Regions from separate parts of the Sus scrofa genome. Here all the other regions are linked to region 1. A link is a contact called in public HiChIP or PLAC-seq data. All regions are on one chromosome and are shown on one strand. Each heading gives the region's core, a stretch centred on a gene start, on an enhancer-like site or on the middle of the called end of the contact. The rest is flanking DNA. Distances are from core to core; before and after follow the strand shown. Region 1 overlaps THADA (thyroid adenoma-associated protein). Region 2 overlaps THADA (thyroid adenoma-associated protein). Region 3 overlaps THADA (thyroid adenoma-associated protein).

Region 1 (4,124 bases), core at 1,068-3,567:
TAAGTTATAAAAACAATTATCATTAGGCATATATAAAAACTCATCAAGCTTTACCCTTCAGATTTGGCACTTTAAGTTGTATTTCAATTTTTTTTTTTCTTTTGGCCACACCCCACAGCTTGTAGAAGTTCCTGGGCCAGGGATGGAACCCACACCACAGCAGCGACCCAAGCCGCTATAGTGACAATGCCAGATCCTTCACCCACTGTGCCACAAGAAAACTCCCTGTATTTCAGGTGTTAAAAAACTTTACTTAGGATTGATGGTCAAGCTTTAGGAATTATGTTTGATAATTGGGGGAGTTAAGTACTTTATAATGCTGTGGAGAGAATGTTCTCTATCTAAAAAGATTCTCCAAGGAGTGAAGCTTGTGGTTAATTAAAAACAGGGAGACTATTTTTAAACTCACCTTCAAATCACTGTATACACCACTTGGTACAATTGAAGTCTAATGGATGAAAAAGCGTATGTTTATGGCATGATTTTCAGCATTCACTTCAAAGCAGAAATGTAATGTTCATCAATCTTATTCTTTGATTGTGATGTGAGCTCTTTTGTTACTGTTGAGTTTACCTTGGCCCAACTGCTGGCAATAATGGCACAGTGAAGATTACTGGGAAACATTAACTTGTTATTGTGAGTTGACATCGTGCTAAGGTTGATGGGAAGTAGAGTTTATAAATAGCCTGGTCTATGAATTGATTTAGAAATCTGCTCAGTTTCAGAGATGTCTCATCTTACGGATATTCATTGTTTACATTTGAAGCTTTTTATTTAACAGAGAGGAGAGTCATCTTTTTGAAAAATGTAATATGGAGCATAGCTGTGGTATACCCCCACTGAAACTTTTGTTTTCACTAGTAACTTCTATTAAATAAATTGGCTTCCTATTTGTGGCTCAGCTATATTTTTCTGGATGTTGTATAAGCAGTAATCACTTTTTAGAAAGGGTCCTATGGTCTTTTCTCTTTGATTTAATTCATTTATTTATTTCTTTGAAACCTGCTTTTATATTTTCATCTAGAAGCGTCTTCCTGCTTTGAAAGTATGTTTTAAAATAAGCATCCTTGAACATTTGCAATGTTCGACATGAAACGTGTCTCCGTTTCTGAAAAGTGTTCTGCGTGTCCTTTGCCTGAAAGCAGGCCTGTTACTTGAATTTTTATCACGCACTATCAGATGCAAATCATTAATCTGCGCTCTCCCCGGCATGACGATGGAAAGAACACAGGGTTGGAGCAGTAATCCTTGAGGGATGAAAGGAAGTGGACTCTATTATGGGGAATCTAGGCAATCAGACAAAACCTAACAATAGTTTTGAGAAATCTGGCCAGATCACTGAACAGTTGCCTTCTTCTTTCAGGGCAAGAGACCATCCTTAAATTTTCATTCTCATTCTCATCCACCTGATGGTTAGTGAGGGGAAGATTCAGTGCTACGCAAGTAGGCTTTAAGATGTGGCGTCTTAAAGGGTTTTTTTTGTGTTGGGTGGTGCCTTTACCGATTGTTCAGTAAGGTTTAAAATGGGTTTCCATTAAATGCTCAATCGTTGCTCATTAAGCACTAGGTGAGTATAGAGCAGTATAAATTCATCACCAGAATCTTGCAATGTGACTGCAAGAGAAAAATTAGAGTGCAGAATCACATAATATTAATTTTAAGTCATATTATCAGCATGGATGGAATAGGTAGAATCTTTGTGACTAAACCCTAAATAAATCAGGCCATTTGAATACATGTCATCAGGTCTCTGGTTATTAGGACACTGACAAAAACAGGAAGATTTAAGAGGCTGTCAAATGTTTCCTAAAAATACCCGACACAAGAGTTTAAAATACAGGGTCCCACGTTTCTGTCTTAAAGATTTTGATTGTGTGGATCTGGGGTAGGACCCCAGAATCTGCATCTTTCATGTGCAGCGTAGGTGAGTCTTGCAGTCAGACAAGTTGGAAAACATTGGGTTAAGAGAAGAAGAGAGGGATTCAATGTATAAAATTGAGTTTGTATAAGAGACACATGATTCTTCTGGCATGTTCAGGAGATAACAGAGGAGACCTATCTCCCAAAGTGATGGATGTTATATATCACTAGGTAATTTGCCATTGAGGTTAAAGGACCATGAAAAACAATAAGAAAATCATGACGTTTCTAAGCTCAAGTATTTAATGGGCAAAAAGTGTTCTGGATTTCATTTCATCAGTCGTTTTTCCCCCAAGCCTGTTCCATTCTAGGAAGGGTGCTCCTGGTCATTCATGTGGAGAACAGTCAGGCAGACATGAGTAAGAAGGAAGCATTTGAAATAGCAGCTTGGCAGATGCAAGGGGAGACTCTTCCAAGTTTAAAGGGCAGCTGGCAAGACTGCCCAAAGGCAGTAGTGGAGGAAGCAGAAGACTGAGTGAGCTGTTTAGTAACACAATGTTTTGTGGTCAAGATCAAGGGGCATGAAGTAAGAGTTGTGGGAAACCAGGGCAGAGATAACAATAATAATTGTGCATGACACATCTTATAAGGATCAAGGAGGTCAGCAGTGCACATAAACCCTTGGTCCTTATCCAGAGCAATAAAGGGGAGGTTGGTTATATTATTTCAGGTCTACAGATGGAGACGTAGAGTAATTGGGAGCAGGGTTTTTGATGTAGATATTGAACTTGAAAAGGAAGTAAGAGAACTGGGAGCTAATAGGTTTCTTGACATATAGTGTTGGGTTGGCTGAGTGCTGGGAGGATGGAGAAGAGCAGGAAAAGACTATCTTGATGTTGCGGTGGTGAGTTTGTGAAATTTTGAACAGATTTCAGCATAGGTAAATGAAAAAAAGTTCTCAGACAGGCTAAACAATTGGTGTGGAATGGGAAATGATGAAAGGTATGAAAATGTTGAGTGTTTTAGCTATGAGCAAAGAGAAAGTAGATATCTATGGGAAGTAGAGTGATGTGATCAACACATCAGCAATTCTTGTATGGAACCGTTGTGTGTTCCATACAAGTGTATGATATTAAGCAAACTTACACCTACTTAAGCTGACTTTTTGATGACATAGTGATCATAATAGTCTCAAGCACATCCTCTCTGGTAAGTGTCATACTTTTAAAAAACAGTCTGCAATGGAAAACGTTTTTAAAAATTGAACTTTGTCTAAGGATTTAGCCTATGGTGGTTGTTTATCTCCTCTTCTGCAGTAGTAGAGAGACTGGAAAACCAGTGAACAAAGAAACAAACAAAAAATAACAACAGGTCTTTATTGTCTGCTCATCAGTACCAGTGTCCCAATGTCACTTGAGAATTGTTCCTTTCCTTACAGTTGGTATCATCTTATGGCTTGCCTCTAGTGATGGACTTGGCTATTTCTAATTAGCATCTAATGCTAATGTTTTAAGGATTAAAAGAAATCAAAATGAGGTTCTAAGAGCATCTAATTGATGCAGGCTTACAATACCAGTTGGTACACTAAAGTAAATGTATAGTTCACCCACAAGGCTTTTTCACAGATGAGAAAATCTGTAATCAGATCATTTAAAACCTGTGCTAGAAATGATACTGAATACAATATTACAACAGTGACTATTGATGACTTGAATGTAGAGAATCTTAAAATTTTTGTTTAATTTTTAGCTGTGCTAAAATGCATGGAAAATTTGCCGTCTTAACCATTTTCAAGTGTTCACATTTCACTTTAGTAGTGTTAGGTATATTCACATGTTGCTGACCAATGTCCAAAACTTTTTCATCTTGCAAAATTGAATGTTTATACCCATTAAACCATGACTCCCTGTTTTTCCCTTTCCTCTCAACCCCTGGAGACCACCATTCTACTTTCTGGTTTGATTCCTATTCCTGATATCTCATATAAGTGAAATCATACAATATTTGTGTTTTTGTAACTGCTTACTTCTTTGCATAATCTCCCTAAGCTCCACCCATGTGTTAGAATGTCCTTCCTCCTTATGGCTGAATGGTATTCCATTGTATGTGTCCACCGCATTTGTTTATCCGTTCATCTGTCCGCGGACACTTGGTTTTCTTCCAGCTTTTGGCTGTTGTGAATAATGTTGCTATGAACGGAGTGTATAGACACATCTTTGTGACCCTCCTTTCAATTCTTTTAAATACAGACCCAGAAGTGGAGT
Region 2 (4,720 bases), core at 291-2,790, 98 kb before region 1:
AGATACGATATTAAATATTTTTCTGGCCATGTTAATAATGTGGGTTCTTTGAGTTAGGTCTTATATTTTCTCATAGGCAGATGACTACAGAAAATAGATGGAGAGAGCTGAGCTTTTTACTGGGGTATTATTCATCATCAGAAATGTTGTGGAAAAATTAACTTTTTTTTAAAGTGTTATTCGATGATATAAGCACAAAGAAATAAAACAGTTGGTGGTAATATTAGAAGTATGAAAAAAGCTGTGTTGTGTGGATGTGGTTAGACTATAGAGCTCAGTTTGAGAGGAAGTCATAGAGGGAATTACTACAAAGTTAGTGAAAATTGTCTTATTTTATGAATAGAGACCATATCTCCTTTAGCCCTCCACTAGGAAATTGGGTAATGATTTTGAATATCTAGTTTTAACATTGTAAATGTTGGTGTTATGCCATGAATATGTCTTAACCTTTATTGTATATACATTTTTACATTAGGTGAGAAATTCATCCACGCTTCTCTTCAGTACCTTGATCACAAGGATATTTGGAGTTAAAAAGGGAAAGGATGAACTTTCCAAAAAAAATAGGTAAGCTTCATCTAATGCTAACTTCCCTTTTTACAAAATATTGTCGTGGCCAAAAATAATTTTTGGAATTTCACTTACTTTTATAGATTCCTCTAGAGTATATAACTATAAAAACACTATAGTAAATTAATCTATGCTGCCAAGTTCTAAACCCTTGGGTAAAAATATCTACTGTTTAAATAAGTGGACCTTTCAGAGCAACAAAAATATAGCAAGGTAGCAAGGACTTGAAATGTAGAGCTCGTTTCCCAGTGCAACAGCTAAAGTTTTGTTGATTTGCATCTTCTTCGAGTATTCCCGAGATGTCTTAAATTGCTTTTTCTTGATATGTCATCAAGTACTGGCTCGTGCCATATTGTTGCTTTTATAGTAACTGGAAGTTTAAATGTTTATGATGTGCTCATCAGAACACGCCCCAGATTACATTGCATTAAGCTCTCACCAAGGTGAGCAGTTGCAAATGTTGGCCACACGGGATAAACAGTGCTTGTTTACTTTTAGGTCTTTGTTGTGTTTGTTCCCTAAGAGGTTTTTCTGTTAAGGTTTTTTTTTTTAAATGTCTGGAAAAAAACTTACTGAAACACTTTGATTATGAGGAATTTTTAGATACAATGCATAAGTTCTGTTTGGTGGTTTTTAAAGAGAAGCTTTGAATAGTTTCTTTAGTACTTAGGCTGGTTTTAATGGTAGTCTAGTGGCTTGCATGAGTTAACACTAGATGTCACTGTCGCTGCATGCTTAATTACTTTTAACTTCAGGATCTGATTTGGCCCAGTGGTCTTCCTCTGGATGAACTAGAGATAAATCAAGCTCCATTCCTCTCCTACCTAAAAAAGTGGATGATCGCACTTTTAATTTCAGTTTTAATCTGTTGTTTATTAAAATATGTATTCTTGGCAGTTCCTGTTGTGGTTCAGCAGTAATGAATCCAACCGATAACCATGAAGATGCTGGTTTGATCCTTGGCCTCACTTAGTGGGTTAAGGATCTGGCATTGCCATGAGCTGTGGTGGAGGTCACAGACGCAGCTTGGATCTGGCATGGCTGTGGCTGTGGTGTAAGCCAGCAGTCGCAGCTCTGATTCAACCCCTACCCTGGGATCTTCCATGCGCCACATTTGCAGCCCTAAAAAGCATATATATATATATATATATATATTCTTATGATGGAACTAGGTCTTAGGAATTAGAAAATATCATGAAATAATTTTGTAATACACTATAAGTAATTCTGGTGAAACCTTCTGGTAGTTCTGAATTGTCATTTAAATTGCTACATATCACCCTATAAAATTCAATAAATATTTAAATGGAAAGCAGTTGGCTATAAATGTGTGAATCCCTTGAGTATATTAAGGAAAGGCTAGAGAAGTTTTTTTTTTTTTCAGCTGAGTTGTATTTTTCATAACGATCACATTATTCCTTTGAAAGGATGATTAGTAAAAAGATGATTTTTACTATTTAGCTGATTCCTAAATAAATTCTTCCTGTCACTAGGTTGAAATCGCTGATATGTGTTTCTTTTTAGGTTTGTTTATTTTGTTAATAATTCAGTTGTGCTAAGGTTTAAAACAGTTTGGTCATATTATAATGTAAGGCCATGATAAGTAGTGTAAATAAAATACGGTATGAGGTTTATCAAGCAAGTGAAATTGATGTTTAAAGCTGAATTCAAAAAATGAAGAAATGCTTTTTTTCTCTTTTACTTTTTATGAAGAGAATGATTCTTGGATGTGTATACAAGTTTTACTATGTACAGGAGAAAATGATCAGATTCATTTTGCATAGGTTACATCTGAAACAGGGTGGAAGAGTAGCACATAAAAGCACATAGTCCTAGTCTCTTTGCCACAGCATGCTTATGGCAACCCCATTATAACTTCATTCCTCTCAAATAAGGAAGGTTACAAAATATATAGCTTTCCTAGAAAGAGGGAAATGGAATAGTCACGTAATTGTTTTGAGTAAAAGCTAAAAAGTGAAATGAAGGCATTAAGAAGTTAATTTTTTAATGTGATGAGCATCTTTGGTAAGAGTTTTTATTTCAGTAATCTGAAGGTTGGTATATCTCATTACATAGACAATGCTTTTATTCTCTGTTTAATCCTTAAAGGGTATATTTCTTGGCAGCATCCACTGGATTTGCTTTGCGAAACTTTGAGTGTCTTACACTTGCCATTATTTGTTATGGTTCTTTTAGCTGTAGTTTATTTAATTATGCCACTTTTGGTCAAAATGTTTATATACCTGTCCCCTACAATATTAACTCCCTGAGGGTGGAGCCTTTTCCTTCTAGTCTGTGTATATATGGTGGGCACTGTAAGAATGCTAGTGATAATGATGCCTTGTTGACTGGTTCCTCAACCACTGAATAACTAAACTCAGCTGATGACACCGCCTAGGTCAGTGGAGTCTACGTTCACAGCCACAGATGGTTCTGCACACAGTCTTGCAAATATGTGCTCTTGATCAGAAGGGAACTAGACATAAAAAGAACATCTGCCTTTCCCATCTAGTGGGGGAGAAAAAGGTCTATCTTGGAGTAAACAGACTTGGTTTCTAAGCATTTTGCTGCCCCTGGAGATGACCTTAATAGACTCCCTTATCCGCTCTGCTCTTCAATTTCTCCATCTATAGAACAGGAATAATAAGATCTGTTCTGTACTAAGAGGGCTATAGGGAGGATAAAACAAAGTTTTAACAGTTCATTTTCCTGAAAAATATTGGAAGTCCTGTGCCATTAGAGATACATAGTTTGCTTTTTCTGTTACCACTTCTAGTATTTTACCCATCCCATTGTCTTACAGTTACACTGTGCTTTTGGAGTACTGGGTCAGTATCTTATCCTTTCTTTTTTACACCTGGTGCCTAGCATAGTGTCTGGCATGTAATGGGCAAACAGAATACTTGCTTAATGAAGAAGCAAATTTTGTTACTAGAGGAGGAGAGATAAGAACTCTGGTTTCTGTTTTGTTGCCATATAGCCACAATAACCAGCTGAGACAAGTTAACCTCTCTGGCTTTGGCTTTCTCCTCTAAGAGACTTGGACTATCCTTGAGGTCTTATATTTCTATAAAATACTAAGCGAAGGCTTTCTGTAATTGTTACTAGAATTGTGAGTTTGGTAAACTGCTATTTTCCCAGTGCCTAGAACAGTGCCTGCTTGGTAGTAGAGACAAGAAGTTCCCTTTTCACATATAAAGAAAGGAGCAGGGGTTCTGCACCCCTACTTAAAAGTGCGTACGGTACACTCATAGTGATTGAACTCTAGAGTGCATTAGTCTTGTTCCAGATGTGTCTTTGGGATTATGAAGAATGAGAAAACATACATTTCACTTGTTTGTTTTCAATAATGTTATTACATTGTCTTTTCCTAAAGCTCCTCTCCTTTTTTTTTTTTTTTTTTTCCCCTGACTGGCTTGGTATGACAGAATGAATAATGGATCCTTTGTAGGGTCAGAAGCTGCATAGCTCTGTGATCTGAGGAGTGTGCTGGGCTTCCCTAGATAGCCTTCCTCTGCAGTGGGAGTGGGCGCACCTTGCGCACCTTGCTAGTTCCTCTTTCCTTTCAGATGGGAGCTAAACCAATGTGATCTTTCACTCTAGATCTTTCCCATCAGCCCCAGTCTAGTCCAGCCCCTGCTTATAGACAGATTTTGTTCTAGTCCCAGGTAAGCGACAGGTAACAGTATATAGATAGTCTGAAAAGCTTTATTGTAGACTTTGTTAAAGCTTTGTGCAGGTGCTCAATGTACAGAGTGTTCTTTTGCTCTTGCTTGCTCTTCATTTTAAATCAGTCAGTCAACCGGTAAGAATTTGTAAGCATTTGCCTTGAACTCATTATTGACACAGTAGAGGAGTACATGAAAAATATAAAACTTGGACCTTGCTCAAGGAGCTTACCTTTTAGCTGAGGAAGCAAGAATCATTATTTGTGAAGCAGGTAGAAATAGAAGACAATATATACTATTCAGCTGCACAATATGGTATGAGTAATGGATGCAGAAGAAATTCATCAGTGGGAGAGTTGAGTGGAGTGCTTGAAGGGAACGGTATTTCTTATAAAGCTTTGGGGATGAGTAGATTTGGGGTACATGGAAACAGGTAGGTTAAAAAAGAGGAACAAAAGAATAATAATCTAGTTTTCATTGAC
Region 3 (4,511 bases), core at 1,546-4,045, 100 kb after region 1:
AAGCAAACTAGAAATTTGTAACAACAAAATACCACTTAGATATTTATGCACCCTTAAATTTTAAATAAGTTATGCCAATGGCAGAATAAAAAATTTGAACTCAGGGATTTCCCTGGCGGCTCAGCAGGTTAAGGATCCAGTTTTGTCACTGCTGTGACATGGGTGCGATCCCTGGCCCTGGAACTTCTGCAGGCCGTGGACATGGCCAAAAAAAAGAAAAAAGAATTTTTCAAAACTCCTTTGAGGCCCAAACAGATGAAAACACTATCAAGATTTTAGTAGATGAACCTCTCCTCAGGGGAAATACTTTGCAGTACTTTAGACAGTTAAATTTTGATCCGTAGCATATGATGGATTCTTTAAAAATCAGTAAGTGAAGATCATAGGAAAAGAGGCAAAAGATAAAAATCAAGCACTTTGTGAAATTAAAAAATAGCCATGGGAGTTCCCATTGTGGCACAACAGAAATGAATCTGACTAGTATCCATGAGGATGCAGGTTCGATCCCTGGCCTTGCTCAGTGGGTTAAGGATCTGGCATTGCCATGAGCTGTGGTTTAGGTCACAGATGCTGCTCAGATCCCCTGTTGCTGTGACTGTGGTGTAGGCTGGCAGCCTTAGCTCTGATTTGACCCCTAGCCTAGGAACTTCATATGCTTTGGGTGCAGCCCTAAAAAGCAAAAAAAAGAAAAAAAGAAAAGAGGGAGTTCCCGTTGTGGCTCAGCAGAAATGAATCCAACTAGGAACCATGAGGTTTTGTGTTCGATCTCTGGCCTTGCTCAGTGGGTTAAGGATCCAGCAGTGCCGTGAGCTGTGGTGTAGATTGCAGACGAGGCTTGGATCCTGCATTGCTGTGGCTGTGGCATAGGCCAGCAACTATAGCTCCGATTCGTCCCCTAGACTGGGAACCTCCATATGCCTTGGGTGCCAGCCCTAAAAAGACAAAAAGACAAAAGAAAAGAAAAAAATAGCCATGAACAGTACACATATGAAAAAAAAAAAATGCTCATGCTGACTTATAATAAAGAAATGCCAACTAGAGCGACAAGTACCCTGGCATTTTCCAGATATCTTACTGACAAAGGATAAAAAGATGGCTCTTACCCAGGATTGCTAAGGCTGTGAAGGAACAGACATGATATAGCTGGTGAAACTGTAAATTGGTACTTTTTTAATTTTTTATTTATTTATCTATGTTTGCTTTTTAGGGCCACACCCGCTGCCATAAGCTGTGGTGTAGGTCGCAGCCATGGCTCGAATCTGCCGTTGCTGTGGCTGTGGTGTAGGCCAGCAGCTGTAGCTCCGATTCGACCCCTAGCCTGGGAACCTCCATATGCTGAGGGTGTGGCCCTAAAAAAACCAAAAGACAAAAGTAAAATAAAATAAAAATAAAAAAGCAGTGGAGGTCAGCATTCCTTTAGCACCCTAGATCATGGACCATGTTCCATCTTGGCTTTACTTGTTCCTTAGTGTTCTGCAAGCTTGCTCTCCACGTCAGATCCTCCAGAATCTTCCAGAATCTTCAGGAGCCCTACACAGGCCAGGTTACCCACAATCCCAATATAACTCTGTAGTCAACTCTTTCTCTCTCTGACCCTTGGCTGGGAGAGGGGCCAGCAGTCTCCGCCGTACTCAGGGAGAGGCGCAGGAAGCCGACCCCTCAAGGAGGAGAGAACGTGAAGCTTGATATCCCCCAGTTGCTGATTAGCATCCTGCCTCCTCACAAGTCTCTGTGCTGCTTCACCTCCCGTGTCCAAAAGTGACCATCCACTTGATTCCACCCCCCACCCCCACCCTCAGTGTAAATACTGGCCTGGTCACTGCGTTCTGGTTCAAAGAATGGTTTGGCCTCCAGCGCAAGGCTGCCAGATTTAGCGAAGAAAAATACAGGACACCCAGTTAAATTTGAATTTCAGATAAACCACGAATAACGTCTTTGTGGAAGTATGCCCCATGCACTGTTTGGGACGTGTGTATCCTACAACGGCATTCATTGTTTACCTAAAATTCTAATTTAATTGGGCATCCTCGGTTTAATTCAACAATTTTTCTCTCATGGGCTTCTGTGAGTCCCCATTCCAAGGGGGGCATCTGAAAGTTTAAGGATAAAGATCAGTAAGGAGGAGTTCCCATTGTGGCTCGGCGGATACGAATCTGACTGGGATCCATGAGGACGCAGGTTCGATCCCTGGCCTCGCTCAGTGGGTTAAGGATTCGGCGTTGGTGTAGGTCACAGATGTGGCTTGGATCCTGCGTTGCTGTAGCTGTGGCATCGGCCCGAGGCTACAGCTCCCATTCGACCCCTAGCCTGGGAACCTCCATATGCCGCAGGTGTGGCCCTAAAAAGACAACAACAACAAAAAAGATCCAGGAGTCATAAGTAATAGTTACTGACTGATACGCATTGCCCAGAGCCCTGCAAGTCACCTCACCCCAGAACCTTCTGAACGCTCCCCTTTCTGTGCCTCCTCCCTTGTCGCACGTGCTTCTGAGCTTGGGCCTCACTTCCTCCCCCCCGATCTTCCTCTCCTTGAGTCTGTGGCTTTCCCCTGCCCTCACCTCTCCTCCTCCTGTTCCCTTACTCGGCTCTCACTGGTCCAGAACATGTAATTAAAGTTTACATATTTGAGTGTCGGTTGTACTTACTAAATAAGGTTTTACGTTCCTTGCTGTATTTTAAATAGCAGGGGAATTTAACTTCGTGCGTGTTTCATTTTCCTTTTATTGATAGGTAGTCTTACATTTATTTTTAGCTACGTGACTCATTGACCTTCACCTTGGGTGGGAAGAAAGGTCTCCCGTTTCCGGAATGAGCTCATCTGCATCTTCCTGAGACCGATGCAAACAAGAAGGAGGAGATAGAATAGATCGAAATGGGGGGACAAAAAGGGGATCCTGCGAGGTCGACCCATTCCTGGGAGGAGGCTCAGAAATGTCCCATACTGCCCACAGCGAGCCTTTTGGGGTCGGGCCCAGCGGCCCAGGGTGGGGTACCCCTCTCTCCTCTTTGGGATGATCACCTGACTCTTCCCCAGCCTCCAACAGACAGTGAAGGGCATGGCTGGGGCTAATTGCTAGGGTTCCCCCCTGGCCTTCTGCTTCCATTCTCTGCCTCTCCCAGTGGGAGCTGACACTTGAAGGAAACCATTCTGGCTCCCTCCCCGGTACAAGTGGGCTCTGGACATTCTCTGTACCCCCTCTGCATTAGAACCCCTGGTTTCTACCTGCTGCCCTGAGACTCTGATTTCTTCTCACTCATTCTCCCCCTGCCTTTCTTTCTCCATCCCCGTTGTCTGCCCACCCACGGAGGAGCTGCTTCCCCATCAGGGAAGGAGCCCTTTGACGGGCAGTGCTGACTTGAGAGCGAGCAGGGATCTGGGCATCGCAGAGCCACCTCCCTCCTGAACTAGTTGGCCCTCTTCTCTTGGCCTCAGTGTTGTCATCTGTACAGTGGGGATGATCACCCGTCTCACCTGCCTCGCAGCTGCATTAAAATATCAACGAAAACAGGAGTTCCTGTCATGGCACAGTGGTTAGGAACCATGAGGAACCATGAGGTTTCGGATTCGATCCCTGGCCTTGCTCAGTGGGTTAAGGATCTGGCGTGGCCATGAGCTGTGGTGTAGGTTGCAGACGCGGCTCGGATCTGGCGTTGCTGTGGCTGTGGCGTAGACTGGTGGCTACGGCTCCAATTAGACCCCTAGCCTGGGAACCTCCATATGCTGCAGGAGCAGCCCTGGAAAAAAGCAAAAAAAAAAAGAAAGAAAGAAACTTGCTCTTTGTCATAGAGTCCTTTTCATGCCCCCGGCTTAGAGAACCTTCCCGCTTGGTCTTACAGGCCTCTTTTAACTCCTTCTACAGGAGATCCATGAACAGCTGGGTGTTCTGCCCCATCTCTCTTTTCTGGCAGGGAGAACCCGAAGGAGGCTGAAGGAGTAGCTCTGTCCTCCTTGACATCCCAGCCTATGTTTCCGTAGAAGGGAGTGTGGCCTCTGCCAAAAGCTTGGCCTCACAGTTCGTGACCGAGTTGAGGTATCGTCTTCACTTTGCGGGGGAGGCAGCTACCTGAGTTTGAGGTCAGCACAGGCCAGATGGCTGGAGCTACCCAAAGACTCCTGGGCCGGATCGCTCAGCTTTCATGGGAATAAGACGGCAAAGCCTCCCCCAGCTGGAAGCCAGATCCTGAGGGTGGGGGGGTGCGGGGCAAGATCTCAGGCTTCCCAGAACGCGTGGGAAGCGGAAGATTCGAGGCCACAGCATTCCGACTCTGATACTTGGACAGAGCTGGTCGGTCCCCTTGGTTACAGCCGTGCGGGGCCTGGGCGCCACGGTTACCCTGCTCACCTTGCAGGGCTGTTCACGTCCTCACCTTCGAAGCCGCCCCACCTCTGGGGAAACAATGAAAATCAGCCACACCCGTGGAAATTCATGTCGGGGAGAGAAGGCAGGGGCAGATCAAAGCCTCTGTAACCCAAGAATTCCTCAGCAGCTCGGAGTCCCTTAATAATTATG

The links. HiChIP or PLAC-seq counts read pairs in DNA pulled down with a chosen protein or histone mark.
Region 2: a contact with region 1 is called in an H3K27ac HiChIP or PLAC-seq map of skeletal muscle. The contact joins two enhancer-like sites. A contact is called at or near these places in 1 of 5 promoter capture datasets (liver), 4 of 47 Hi-C or Micro-C datasets (embryonic fibroblasts and skeletal muscle) and 1 of 2 datasets of contacts at active chromatin or transcription factors (skeletal muscle).
Region 3: a contact with region 1 is called in an H3K27ac HiChIP or PLAC-seq map of skeletal muscle. The contact joins two enhancer-like sites. A contact is called at or near these places in 5 of 47 Hi-C or Micro-C datasets (brain, embryonic fibroblasts, fetal heart ventricle and 2 more) and 1 of 2 datasets of contacts at active chromatin or transcription factors (skeletal muscle).

What each region holds. Positions count from the first base shown.
Region 1 is chr3:97,068,729-97,072,852 of Sscrofa11.1, forward strand. The region is part of intron 31 of THADA (thyroid adenoma-associated protein); the gene reads left to right. Among named protein-coding and RNA genes, the nearest start is that of ZFP36L2, 130 kb to the right of the region's middle. Within about 2 kb of position 2,318, at least 12 of the 83 cell types and tissues checked have an H3K27ac peak or open chromatin away from gene starts, as enhancers often do. A contact at or near this core is called in skeletal muscle, where this site is marked.
Region 2 is chr3:96,971,506-96,976,225 of Sscrofa11.1, forward strand. THADA (thyroid adenoma-associated protein) reads left to right here. Exons shown (of 40, transcript XM_021088406.1): 28 at 476-567. Among named protein-coding and RNA genes, the nearest start is that of THADA, 100 kb to the left of the region's middle. Within about 2 kb of position 1,541, at least 9 of the 83 cell types and tissues checked have an H3K27ac peak or open chromatin away from gene starts, as enhancers often do. A contact at or near this core is called in skeletal muscle, where this site is marked.
Region 3 is chr3:97,171,471-97,175,981 of Sscrofa11.1, forward strand. The region is part of intron 38 of THADA (thyroid adenoma-associated protein); the gene reads left to right. Among named protein-coding and RNA genes, the nearest start is that of ZFP36L2, 27 kb to the right of the region's middle. Within about 2 kb of position 2,796, at least 9 of the 83 cell types and tissues checked have an H3K27ac peak or open chromatin away from gene starts, as enhancers often do. A contact at or near this core is called in skeletal muscle, where this site is marked.